Regions from separate parts of the Sus scrofa genome. Here region 1 is linked to region 2. A link is a contact called in public Hi-C data. All regions are on one chromosome and are shown on one strand. Each heading gives the region's core, a stretch centred on a gene start, on an enhancer-like site or on the middle of the called end of the contact. The rest is flanking DNA. Distances are from core to core; before and after follow the strand shown. Region 1 holds the start of SLC10A5 (sodium/bile acid cotransporter 5). Region 2 holds the start of SNX16 (sorting nexin-16).

Region 1 (6,056 bases), core at 3,380-5,879, 130 kb after region 2:
GAGAAGCCTTACCCTTGGATCATATTTTGGAAACCTGGATTGCTAAGGAGGATTGTCCTTTATATAATGGTGGAAATGTTATCTTGGAATATCTTAATGATGAAGAACAGTTTTTAAAAAATGTGGATTCTTACTTGGAATAGTCTTTGAAGATTCAAACCAGGAATCACAAGGAAAATTCAATGTTAATTTCTTTTATTGCAAGTATTATAAATTTTTTTATTTTTGAATTTTTGGGGGGAGTTCTCTTATGGTGCAGTGGATTAAGGATCTGGCATTGTCACTGCAGTGGCCTAGGTTGCTACTGTGGCACAGGTTCATTCACTGGCCTGGGAACTTCCACATGTTGTAGGTGCAGCCAAAAAAAAAAGAAAAAGAGAAAGTTACTTTTTATTTCCATTATGTCATAATTTAATTATCAGTTTTCTATTAAGTTGAATTTGAATTTTTGTGTTTTCAAGTTTAACTATGAACTGACATTCAATTATTAGCAAATTCTTGTATCTAATTCACTTTTATTAGGTTGTGCTGTAGTAACAATAACAAAGATGTATTTTTCATTTGGTTAATGTCAGCTGTTGATTGGCTGTGACTCTCCTCCATGTTATCTTCACTCCACAATCTAAGATGAAGGAATAACGCTATTGGGGGTATTGCTTCTTATGGCAGAAGAAGAAAGAGATAGTCTTAGGAGATGCTTTGTATCACTTTTGCTATAAGCAAGACGCAGGACCAAGGCTAACATCACTGGGCCAAGAAGTATAGCCTTACTATCTGCCTATACCACAATGTATAAATCGATGTGTATACCATTGTAGAAACGTAGGGGTCATCTCATTCATTCTTCCAAGTCTGTGGATGAAGAATCTCAGGCCTAGGAAGGAAAAATGATTCTCTTGTCACCTACGTGCTTTGGAGCATGTCTCTGATAAAAAGCCCTTCCAGTGGGATTCACTTTTTCTATCTGTGTGGATGTATTACAAATGAGAGGAAAGATGGGATAGCTTGACTTCATCACAGGCCCTTTATGTACACCAAAGCAAAACACATGCCAGAATGATTACATTTTACCAACATGTTAAAATTAAGGCTTCTCGGATTTCCTGTTATGGCTCAGTGGTAGCCAACCCAACTAATATCCATGAGGACTCAGGTTCGGTCCCTGGCCTCGCTCAGTGGGTTAAGGGATCCGGTATTACTGTGAGCTGTGGTGTAGGTTGCAGATGCGGCTCAGATTCTGTGTTGCTATGGCGCAGGCCGGCAGCTGCAGCTCCAGCTCCAGCTCCAATTTTGACCCCTAGCCTGGGAATTTCCATATACTATGGGTGTGGCCCTAAAAAGACAAAAAAATAAAAAATTAAGGCTTCTCACTAATGCATTCCATCTATGCTCAACAAAGTACTATTTACTATAGAGAAGGAATAGAAATTATTTCTATTTTTTATTTGTTCCTTTTCTATTTTGCAATCGGGATAGTGGCTTTAAGTTTAATTAAAGGAATAAATTCAATATTCACTTCCTCTCTAATTCTTTCTTCCTATTATTTTCATGCAGGGAATAGAGATAACTTTTGACTTACACATTTACTTATTAACTTAGTTAGTCAAGTCCCTTATTAACTTAGTTATTCAAGTCCCATGTAGGTAGGTACTTTATTCTAATTGCCATGGTGGATACAATGAGAAGATGTATACATACCTAAAACTATAATACAAAGCAGTGTGGAATGTGCCAGATGACTAGATGGTAAGTATAGGTATGTTCCAGCAGCCCTTTTATCAGAAACTGTAAGACTAGAAGTAGAAGTAACCCTTAACTATATCCCTAGATACCAGAAAGTTTTAATACAAACTAATTCCTTCACATCTGTCATTATTACTTGCACATAGTAGTGACTAACATATGTCTCATGAATTGAACTGAAGCTAAATATACCAGAAAAAATACCAATGGGGGTTGAGAAGAGGAGTGATAAAGCTGGTAGAGAATGAAGAAGAGGTCTTGTCAATGAGTAGAGGACACAGAGCCACTTGGAGGGAGGACTTATGGCATCAGGCATCTGGTCCCAGCGAGTAGAACAAACTGGTCTGGTCTGGAAGAGACAGGAGTGCCAGCCTTCTTGGAAGCTCTCATGACCAAGGGCTCCAGCATGAGCATCTCCTAAGAAGAACAAGATGGCAGGTGAGAGAAAAATCCCCCTAGTGTCTCACTTCCAAATTACTCTGAAATCGGATAGCTTTCTTAGGGCTTTCAATAGAGTCTGCTTAAAACAATTTTCAATTTTGACTGAACTCACCTCACCTTAGTATGTTTTCCACCTGTTCACAGACAATTGGAATTAGAAGTCGAAAACCCACACATAGAAAAACATTTTGAATTCAGATAAATATTTGTAACTACACTATGATACAAATGAGGTTCAGTTTGATGTAATCAGCCAGTAAATACATGAGTGATGGGAGTTCCTGTTTTGGCTCAGTGGTTAACGAATCCGACTAGGAACTATGAGGTCTCCGTGTTGCCGTGAGCTGCGGGGTAGCTCGCAGATGTGGCTCAGATCCTGCGTTGCTGCTGCTCTGGTGTAGGTCGGTGGCTACAGCTCTGGTTAGACCCCTAGCCTGGGAACCTCCATATGCCATGGGTGTGGCCCTAGAAAAGACAAAAAAAAAAAAAAAAAAAAAAAAAACCACGAGTGATAGATTATCAGATTTTTTTGAGATTTGTCAGGTTTGCTTCTGGCCAGTTTTCTGATAAGGAGAAACTTCAGAGATACTGAAGGAGGGGAAAGGTTGCAGGCAGGAATCTAAGGAAAACTAAATTTACATTCCTCACCTCTTTAACCTGGGTGACAAAAATTGTCCATTAAGGTATTTGGTCACATGACTGTAAAGGTAGCTTTAGCTTCATAAAGTTCTTGAAGCTTCCTGGTGGCTCAGTGGGTTAAGGACCCAGAGTTGTCAGTGCTATGACACAGGTTCTATCCCTGGCTGGGGCCGGTGTGGTGGACAAAAATAAAACATAATAAATTTCTTGTCTTATGTTTGTTTTTGTCTTTTTAAACTGGGGAAGTTCTATGGGAATTTAACAGATACCACAGAAACATCAGTTCCAAGTTCCCATTTTCCACATTGATACAGTGTATCTTCTTCACATGGAAATAAAATTTATGGAATATAAAGTCTATTGTATTTGAAAGATCAACCTGCAGAAGTCAAATTTTTTAAAACTTAAAAATATCAGAAATTGCTTTGGCAAGTTTCAAGGAGCAAATATTTTATGATCTAAAATACTTAATATGTCACTGTCACTTGCATTTGACACAGATTTTGTTATGATGACATGAAAGATCTGCTGAAATGGTTATAGATTCAAGACTACTATATCTGTAAGCTCAGGAAATAATTGTAGTAGAGGGTTTTTTGTTGTCTTTTTGTTGTTGTTGTCTTTGTTTTTTGTTGTCTTTTTTTTTCCTGCTTAGCATCAAAACCACCTGCTCTTGTTTGGAAAATGAAAAGGTTTGTGAGTCTAGATTGAAGTCCAAAAAGCTTGATAACTTTTCCTCATTCCTGGCAGCCAAGACACATGGATATCACCTCATTTTGGTCAATTGAACGTCCTTACCACTATCTGTAAATAGAGAATAGTGTTACAAGGAAGAAATAAGAGATTGGAATTAGTCCCAGTGGCCTTGCATTGCCCCGTTGTGTCGGGGTCCAAGTGTCCAGCTATAATGAATGGCCCCTTAACCAGGCTGTACCTTTGACCATGGGTCCAGCTATCTGCTTTCCCCAGGTTGCCAAACTATCAGATAACCATTCAGGAAACTGTGGTTTGTTGTTGTTTTTAAGTTTCCAGGCCAGGAATCCAATCTGAGCCACAGCTGTGGCAATGACAAATCCTTTAACCCACTTTACAGGGCTGGAGATCAAATCTGTACCTCCGCAGGGACACAGGCTGCTGCAGTCGGATTCTGAACCCACTGTACCACAGTGAGAACTCCAGGAAATTGTTTTCTTACCTAAGCACAAGATGAACAGTTATGGTTTTTGCCTTATATACAATCCCTGTTTAGAGATGTAGGAAAACTCTTATTGACTAAGGATGCTGCAAGGCCATTTATGAGCTCTGCAGTTTCCTAGATAATAAGGGGCCACCAGCCTAAGTTCCAGGAGAGAAGAGACACCTAGCTGGAGCAGTATACTGAGCTCCTAGCTCAGGGCCCCAGCATATATGTTTAGTAAATTTTTATTTGATTTTGACCTGAACAGATAAAATAGTAACGCCAAGCTGTAGTTCTTCTCAATAGCTATTTAAAAGTTTTGGATCCTCTCTGCTTTTAGTGTTGATTTTCCTTAGGAAGGAAGAGAACTCAAAAATGGTGACACTGAGGGTTTTAATTCAGGTAAAAAGGAGGCTGTGTTTCAAGGACCAGAAATGAGGAAGTCAGAAGGAAGGAGATTAGGTTTCTGCTGTGATAAATTGAACCTGTTTAATTCTATGGCTTTTACATTTCTAACTAGGTTGAACCAGTTGTGTCACTCATTAGGTAGCTTTCGATTTGTTTGAAAAGTACAAGAGTCCCTCCTACTGGACCTTGATCCAGCAAAAACAACTTACCTAACAACTTCAGACCGGCACCACGACACCTGCACGAAGAATGTTCTTTAGTTTTTTGAATGGTTCTACCCGTGTGATTTATTTAAGCTTTCAAAATGATCAGAAAACTTTTTATTGTCCTGCTTTTGTCGTCTGAGACTCTTGGAGAAGCAAAGGAATCATTTCTCAGTTTTCCAAATGTCGAAAAGACTGAAATACTTTTTTTCACAAAGACTGAAGAAACCGTTGTTGTAAGGTCAAGTTACAGAGGTAAACAACCAAACTCCAACTACCTCTTTGTGCAGCTAGAAGATCCTAAAATGCTGCAAGTGGTAAATGTGACCAAGACCTCATCGGATGTTACGAACTTTACCATAAACCTGGTGACGGTTGAAAACGGAGAGACAAATTTAACCATTCAGCTGTGGGATTCTGCAGGTAGGCAAGAAAGACTCATTGAAGAAATAAAGAATGTCAGAGTCAGAGTGCTCAAACCGAGACAAGACAACCTTTTCCGGGCCTCAAACCTTATGGACAGAAACATCCTAATGCTTTTTCTACCAATGATACTGTTAAATAAATGTGCGTTCGGCTGCAAGATCAAATTCCAGGTGTTTCAAATGGTATGGAAGAGACCTTTGCCAATAATTCTTGGGGCAATCATACAGTTTTTTCTTATGCCATTTTGTGGATTCCTTTTGACGCAGATTTTGGCATTGCCTGAGGCACAGGCTTTTGGATTTGTAATGACCTGCACCTGCCCGGGAGGGGGTGGGGGCTATCTCTTTGCTCTGCTTCTGGAAGGAGATGTCACGTTGGCCATTTTGATGACTTGCACGTCAACATTACTAGCCCTGATAGCGATGCCTGCCAATTCGTATATATACAGCAGGATGTTAGGGTTATCAGGTACACTTCATGTTCCTATTTCAAAAATTATGTCGACTCTCCTTTTCATACTTATCCCCATATCAGTGGGAATGTTCATTAAGCGTAGACTCCCCGAAAAAGCAACCTTCCTGGAGAGAATCATTAGACCTCTGAGTTTTATTTTAATGTTTGTAGGGATTTCTTTGACTTTCAGAATGGGATTCGTGTTTCTAAAAACAGTTAATCTAGAGGTGCTTCTGTTGGGTCTGTTAGTTCCTGTATTGGGTTTGTTGTTTGGGTACTTTTTTGCTAAAATTTCTATGCTGCCTCTTCCTGTTTGTAAAACGGTTGCTATCGAAGGTGGGGTCCTGAATAGTTTCTTAGCCTTTGCCGTTATTCAGCTTTCTTTTTCACAGTCCGATGCAGACTTGGCTTCTGCAGCTCCTTTTACAGTGGCCATGTGCTGTGGATGTGAAATGTTACTGATTCTTCTGCTCTACAAAGCTAAGAAGAGATGTGTCCTTATCATAGAAGAGAAAAGGCAAAAAAATCTCCTGATCTAATTGTTATGCCTGGGTCTGCAGTTCCAG
Region 2 (6,179 bases), core at 2,618-5,117:
ATGTTGAAACCTGGCATTGGGGCCTCAAAAAACAAAATTCCTTCTCTACCTTATGCCAGGAGTTGCAGTATATCTCATATTTAATCAAGACAAAGACTTAAATGTACAATAGTACCTGATTCATTGGTCCGTTTAATTTCAATAGTTTAGCTTTTTTCGGTTTCATTTTATTTTTGCTCTGCCTAACGCCTTTTTTTAGATTTTAATCAGGCTGTAATGTTTGTTTGGTTATCTCCTTAAGGTTTCAAATGACACACATGAACTCATAAAACATTAGATCTTAGAAATCATCTATAACTAGGCCAGTTGTTTACAAATTACTCTGAACAGATGAAGGGATCTTTTCTCTTTAAGCAAAGTTGTTTCATTTTATTTGTTACATAGAGCAAGTTTCCCTTTAATGGGTCTTTGAAACCAAATTCCAGTTTGGCCTATATGTGCGTTTGTTTATATTAAACCACCAAGCTGAGCCAATAAGAAAATTTTAGTCACCCATTTTTATTCATTTATCCATTCAGTTTTGCCCCAACATATGCCAAAGATTCTACCAGTCAGCAGAGAAGAAAAAGACATAGTTTCCACCTTAAGGAGCACATATTCTACACAGAAGCAATCTAAGTGTCCACCAAGAGATGAATGGATGAAGAAGATGTGGTGCATATATACAGTGCCGGACTACTCAGCCATAAAAAAGAATTAAATAATGCCATTTGCAGCAACATAGAACTAGAGATTATCATACTAAGGAAAGTACGCCAGAAAGAAAAAGACAAATATCATGTGATATCACTTATATGAATATAAGTGGAATCTAAAACAGGACTCCAATGACCTGATCTACAAAGCAGAAATACATAGGGGACAAGACTTGTGGTTGGCAAGGGGGAGAAGAGCTGGAGAGGGGCAGATTGGGAGTTTGGGATTAGCAGATGCAAACTATTACATATAGAATGGACAAACAACAAGGTCCCACTGTATAGCACAGGAAAATGTATTTGACAGCCTACGATAAACTATAATAGAAAAGTATATATACATGTATATAAAAACTGAGTCACTGCTGTACAGCAGAAATTAACACAATACTGTAAATTCATTATACTTCAGTTAAAAGAAGAAGCACATGTTCTAACTAGGAAGGCAGTCATATAGGGATAACCACATCCTATGGGAGCAAGGCCACAGCAGAAGCTTGTAGAGTGGCCTGTGAGAACATGGTGGAGAGGTATTCAGACAAGTCTTTGGGGAGCAGATTACCTAGAACTGAGCTTCAAAAATGGGATGAGAAAAAGAGAATCTCAGGTAAAATCAACCAGATATACTAGCAAGAGAAAAAAAGTGAAAAGCTCAGAATAAGAAATAATTGATTGATATAGCTGGACTTTGTGATTCATTGCATGTGATAGGTACTCAATACATAGCTGGTCAATTAATTAACTAGTTAATTAATCTGGAGGAAATAGACTGTAAAGGAGAGAAAAGTCATTACATGAAGGGGTTCACGGGCCTACTCAAAGAATTTGGATCTTACTCTCTAAACCAGGAATTAAAAGCGCAAATGGGAGTTCTTGTCGTGGCGCAGTGGTTAACGAATCCGACTAGGAACCATGAGGTTGTGGGTTCGGTCCCTGCCCTTGCTCAGTGGGTTAACGATCCGGCGTTGCCGTGAGCTGTGGTGTAGGTTGCAGATGCGGCTCCGATCCTGCGTTTCGGATCCTGCGTTGCTGTGGCTCTGGTGTAGGCTGGTGGCTACAGCTCCGATTCGACCCCTAGCCTGGGAACTTCCATATGCCGCGGGAGTGGCCCAAGAAATAGCTAAAAAAAAAAAAAAAGCGCAAATGTCTAGAAGGATATTGCAGGAAAGGTGATTAAGTAAGATGGGCCAGGTATTTAAAAAAATAGTTATTATGGGGACTATACATGAAGTACCTGCCTTATTCAGGTTTCATATAAGGTGCCTTCACTCATGTACCAAATCCAGTGGCCTAATAGAGGCCGAGCTTACTTAATTCCATCTGAGGAAAAGGAATGTGTTACTTATGAGATTATATTTGAGATGGTTGAGAGATGAGTAGGAGCTCCTATCTGGTTCAATCCCCAGCCAGAGGCAATGGGTTAAGGATCCAGCATTGCTACAGCTGTGGCATAGGTTGCAGCTCTGGCTCTGATTCAATTCTGGGCCCAGAAACATCCTTATGCCACAGGGGGGTGCAGCTGAAAAAGAAAACAAACTAACTAAAAACCAAGCTCACTGACACAGAGAACAGATTAGCTTTGCCAGAGATGGGGGTTGTGTAAAATGAGCGAAAGTTGGTTATAAGCTACAAACTTCCAGTTATAAAATCAGTAAGTCATGGGTATGTAATGTACAGCACAGTGACTACATTTAATAAAACTGTATTACATATTTGAAAGTTGCTAGGAGAGTAAATCTTGAAAGTCCTCATCACATGAAAAAGAATTCAAATTATGTATGGTGACAGATGTTCACCAGACCTATTGTGATAATCATTTTACTGTGTATACGAATATGAATCATTATGTTGTACACTTGAAATTAATATGTTATATGTCAATTACATCCTTTAAAATATTTTTAAGAAAGGTTCAGTTCATTTTCTGAAAGTAAAATCTAGATATTCATCATATCAGATATTCCAAAAGATAAAGCATACATATAGGATGTATATCCTCTATGCTCCTTTCAATAATCTGTGGAGGAAGTTCTTCTTCGGCAATTTCAATGTTCTAGTCTAGATCTTTATCCTCCTGCCAACTAGAATATTCATATACCTTGACTTAAAAGTTTAATAAGCCTTGGCCTCCTTGATATTAGACTATCAGCTTTTCCACATCAAACGTATCTTTTGCTCCCACCTGCAGCCCTGACCGCGAGTGAGGGAAATATCCCAAGGCTCATTTTTCTTTTCTTTTCTTTCTATAATGTTATTCACTTACAGATCTCATGGATATAACTGCTATCTCAGGGCCAAGACAGCCAAGTTTATCCTGAAAACTACCTCATGTTTTAATCTACTGTTTCTATAGAATTCTCTTTTTATCTCTCGTTCACACTGGAAGAGAAAATTATCAGTCCAAAACCATTATTATGCTATAAACCAGATTATCTTCCTACGCTCATTTGGAAATTACAACTCTCAATTTTCCTCAGTCTTGGGAATATTCCAAAGCCTTAAAAATCATAAAATGATTTTTAAATCAAATCACTCAATTCTAATAATAAACAGGTTCGCAGGCTGATCTGAATTTTAATATTTGGCTATAAAAGACGAATTTCCTTATAATCTTCAGGTCTTTATATGTGCACGTCTAACAAATTCAAGACTACATTATTTGAGATAAAATTGCTCTCAAGATGATTTTAAAAAACAAACAAGCAAAGAGACCAGCACCACCACCCTGAAGAATTTCAGAAGTTCTCTGCCAACAAGGAGTTCCGAATTATGTAGGGAGAATAGGTTGTAAAGCAGCATTCTATCTTCCCACACCCAGGATCTACTGCCATCCATTAAAGCCCTGCTAATTCCAAGAAACAATGTGTAACCTAGTAGAACCAGCTCAAGCCGATGATGACTACAAGTCCCATGATGCAAAGTAGGAGCCGCGGCCAATGCTGGCCGTAATTCCTCCTGGGAGTTGTAGTCTTCTCCTCACCTATCGGGCAAATGACGTTTCTTAGCCTCCATTTCCCAAAAGTTAACTTATAAAATAAAGTTACAGAAAATATGGTAAAATTCTTACCACAAAACTACGTTCAACGTAGTTTCCAGAGAGGGCTGGTCCCACAACTCCGGTGCGCACCTCTGGAGGCGGGCACCCTTTGCCTGACGTCACTTCCTGGATAGGAGGCCAGGCCTAGCCCCGCCCTCCACCTCGCGGGGATCCTGGGCCCCGCAGCCAGGGCAGAGGCCGGCGAAGGCGGGGAGCAGCTGTTTTCTAGCAGGGGCGGTCACGTGAGGCGTCTCGGTGTTGTGGGTGGAGACGAAAAGCTGCAGTAAAGGGGGGGGTCGGATTTAACCGTCACTGGGAAGCGCGCCTGAGCTGGATCGCCAAGAGGGCTGAGGTAGGGACCGGGCGGCGGGCGCTGTCTTGGGCGCTCGTGCGGGTGACACCTGAGCCCCCGTGGCTGGAGGGCGGCGGGCTGGCTCCCCAGAAGGGAGGAGAGGCGCGGCAGGAGTCCCCAGGCCAACCTCAGGCCACCGCCGACTCCGCTGTGAATCTGGGAGGTGCTGATAGCACATCGCGAGGCGGAGGTGGGACTGTCTTGGGGGCCCCAAGTTGCTCCGAAGCAGTGGATCTCGCCATCCACCGAGCCCAAGACCCTTGGTCTGCTCAGACACCGACCAGACACTCCTGGGGTCGAGCTAAGCCCAGGTTTCTCCCTTTTGCTTTCACCAGCGACTTCTCTCGCCCATCGTGTTCCTCAGGCTCCAGCCACTTCACCTGTCCGAGGTTCTCCGGAGTAGGGCTGAGATGTTCTTCCTCAGAGCGTGTCGATGGCAGAGCAAAAGTGGGGACACTTGTAATGAGCCCAGTACCTTTTCATAACGTTTGGGTAGCGCTCACTTCCTTGCAAGGTCAGCACTGTGTTGGCCTGAGTAGTACGCCTAGCCCTGTGGCCTCAGGTGTTGGAGTGGCCAAGGGTAGGGCAACCCACCGCCGGTTAGGGGGTTGAGCTTGCAGACTTTACTTCTTTTGGGGGAGGCCCTCAGGCAGAACCGAGGAGTGGTGAATCAGCAGCTCAGGTTTCACGACTCTTTTTGATGGTGGGGAAGGTTACCCAGAGCCACGTGCTGGGTTGAAATTTTTTTTCAGCATCTCTCCGAGTTTGAGCAGCTTGTTTTCTACCTTTTTCACCAGTAGAGTTGCGTTGATATAGTTGAACAGGCGACCCGTTGTTATGTGCCTTTTCCCTGGTCTGTAGTTATTGCCATTTCTTGGTTTAGTATTTAACAGCTTAGTGGTAAACTTTTTTCCTTCGTATCGTTATGAATTATTTTGAGACAAGATAAACTCGTCCTTTTGACAACAGAGCTTACTAAGTATGACGATTTGCTAAGTACTTGCAGTTTACAGCATAGCAGAATCGGGAAACTATGTAGGAAATTTAAACTTGTCATCATTTAGTCTTGTTGGATATAAGTTTAATGTTCATTGCGGTTTATTTGGTGAACTTCATTTGACCAAGTTTTTTTTTTTTTTTTCCCAAATCCATTTGATCCTGGGTTTAATAAACTGTTTCTTTAAAGGCTGTTATTATTTACCTTTACAAGTTATTTAAGCTTCTGGTTCACTGTCATTGCTCTAGGAAATTTTTCAGTTTCACTAATTAAATCTGAAGGAAATATAAATTTTTCTCGCTTTCTTTACTTCCCTTTCTCCTTTCCTCCTTGTACTGCTGTCCCTTTACTGTACTGTCCCTTTAGTGACAGGACCGTAAGCAGAGAATAGAGCTTCAGAAACATCTTTATTATTTTTCCTCTTTCCAGCTCTTTTACATAGAAGAGATGAACATAGAGATCCAACGCAAAGAAAGTAGGGGGGGAGGGATAACATATAATATGAGGGTCAAGAAAAAGGGTGTGGAGTTCTGCTCTCTTTACCTTGCGAAGGAGAGTTCTTAGACAGGGTATTTGGGGATTAAAGGAAGACATCTGGGGTGTGTTTTCATTCCAAATAAAGTAATAAGAGTGTTACAAAATTAAAAGAAATGGGCATGAACATTTTGTTTTCTTCTGGATAATCCTCCAGATTAAAGACTAATCTTTCAATATGTTCTCATTTTTAGATAGTGTATTCCTAAGAAGAAAACAATGGATTGCATATTACTTGTTCTCTAATTGTTTGGATCAGAAAGGTACAGGTTTGTTGCTAAAGCCAAAAGAAGATGGCAACGCCTTATGTCCCAGTTCCTATGCCTATAGGGCACTCTGCTTCCAGTTTTGCAACCAACAGAAACCAAAGAAGTTCTTCTTTTGGAAGTGTCTCAACAAGCTCAAACTCTTCCAAAGGCCAATTAGAAGACTCAAATATGGGTAATTCGAAACAGACAAGTGTACCTGATCAAATGGATAGTACTTCATCTGTCTGTAGCAGTCCCCTCATTAGGACTAAATTTACAGGTGCAGATTCTTCCATTGAGTATTCTGCTAGACCAA

The links. Hi-C and Micro-C count contacts between places; a contact is called where the count stands out from the background.
Region 1: a Hi-C map of liver shows a contact between it and region 2, with 4 times the contacts expected there. The contact joins the promoter of SLC10A5 here to the promoter of SNX16 in region 2. A contact is called at or near these places in 3 of 47 Hi-C or Micro-C datasets (heart right ventricle, liver and skeletal muscle).

Annotation. Positions count from the first base shown.
Region 1 is chr4:54,929,300-54,935,355 of Sscrofa11.1, forward strand. It overlaps SLC10A5 (sodium/bile acid cotransporter 5), which reads left to right and starts at 4,630. Exons shown (of 1, transcript XM_021089172.1): 1 at 4,630-6,056. The coding sequence starts at 4,713. The coding sequence ends at 6,029. ZFAND1 (AN1-type zinc finger protein 1) reads left to right here. Exons shown (of 8, transcript XM_003361194.4): 8 at 1-1,527. The coding sequence ends at 143.
Region 2 is chr4:54,797,496-54,803,674 of Sscrofa11.1, forward strand. It overlaps SNX16 (sorting nexin-16), which reads left to right and starts at 3,868. Exons shown (of 8, transcript XM_001926702.5): 1 at 3,868-4,084; 2 at 5,810-6,179. The coding sequence starts at 5,909.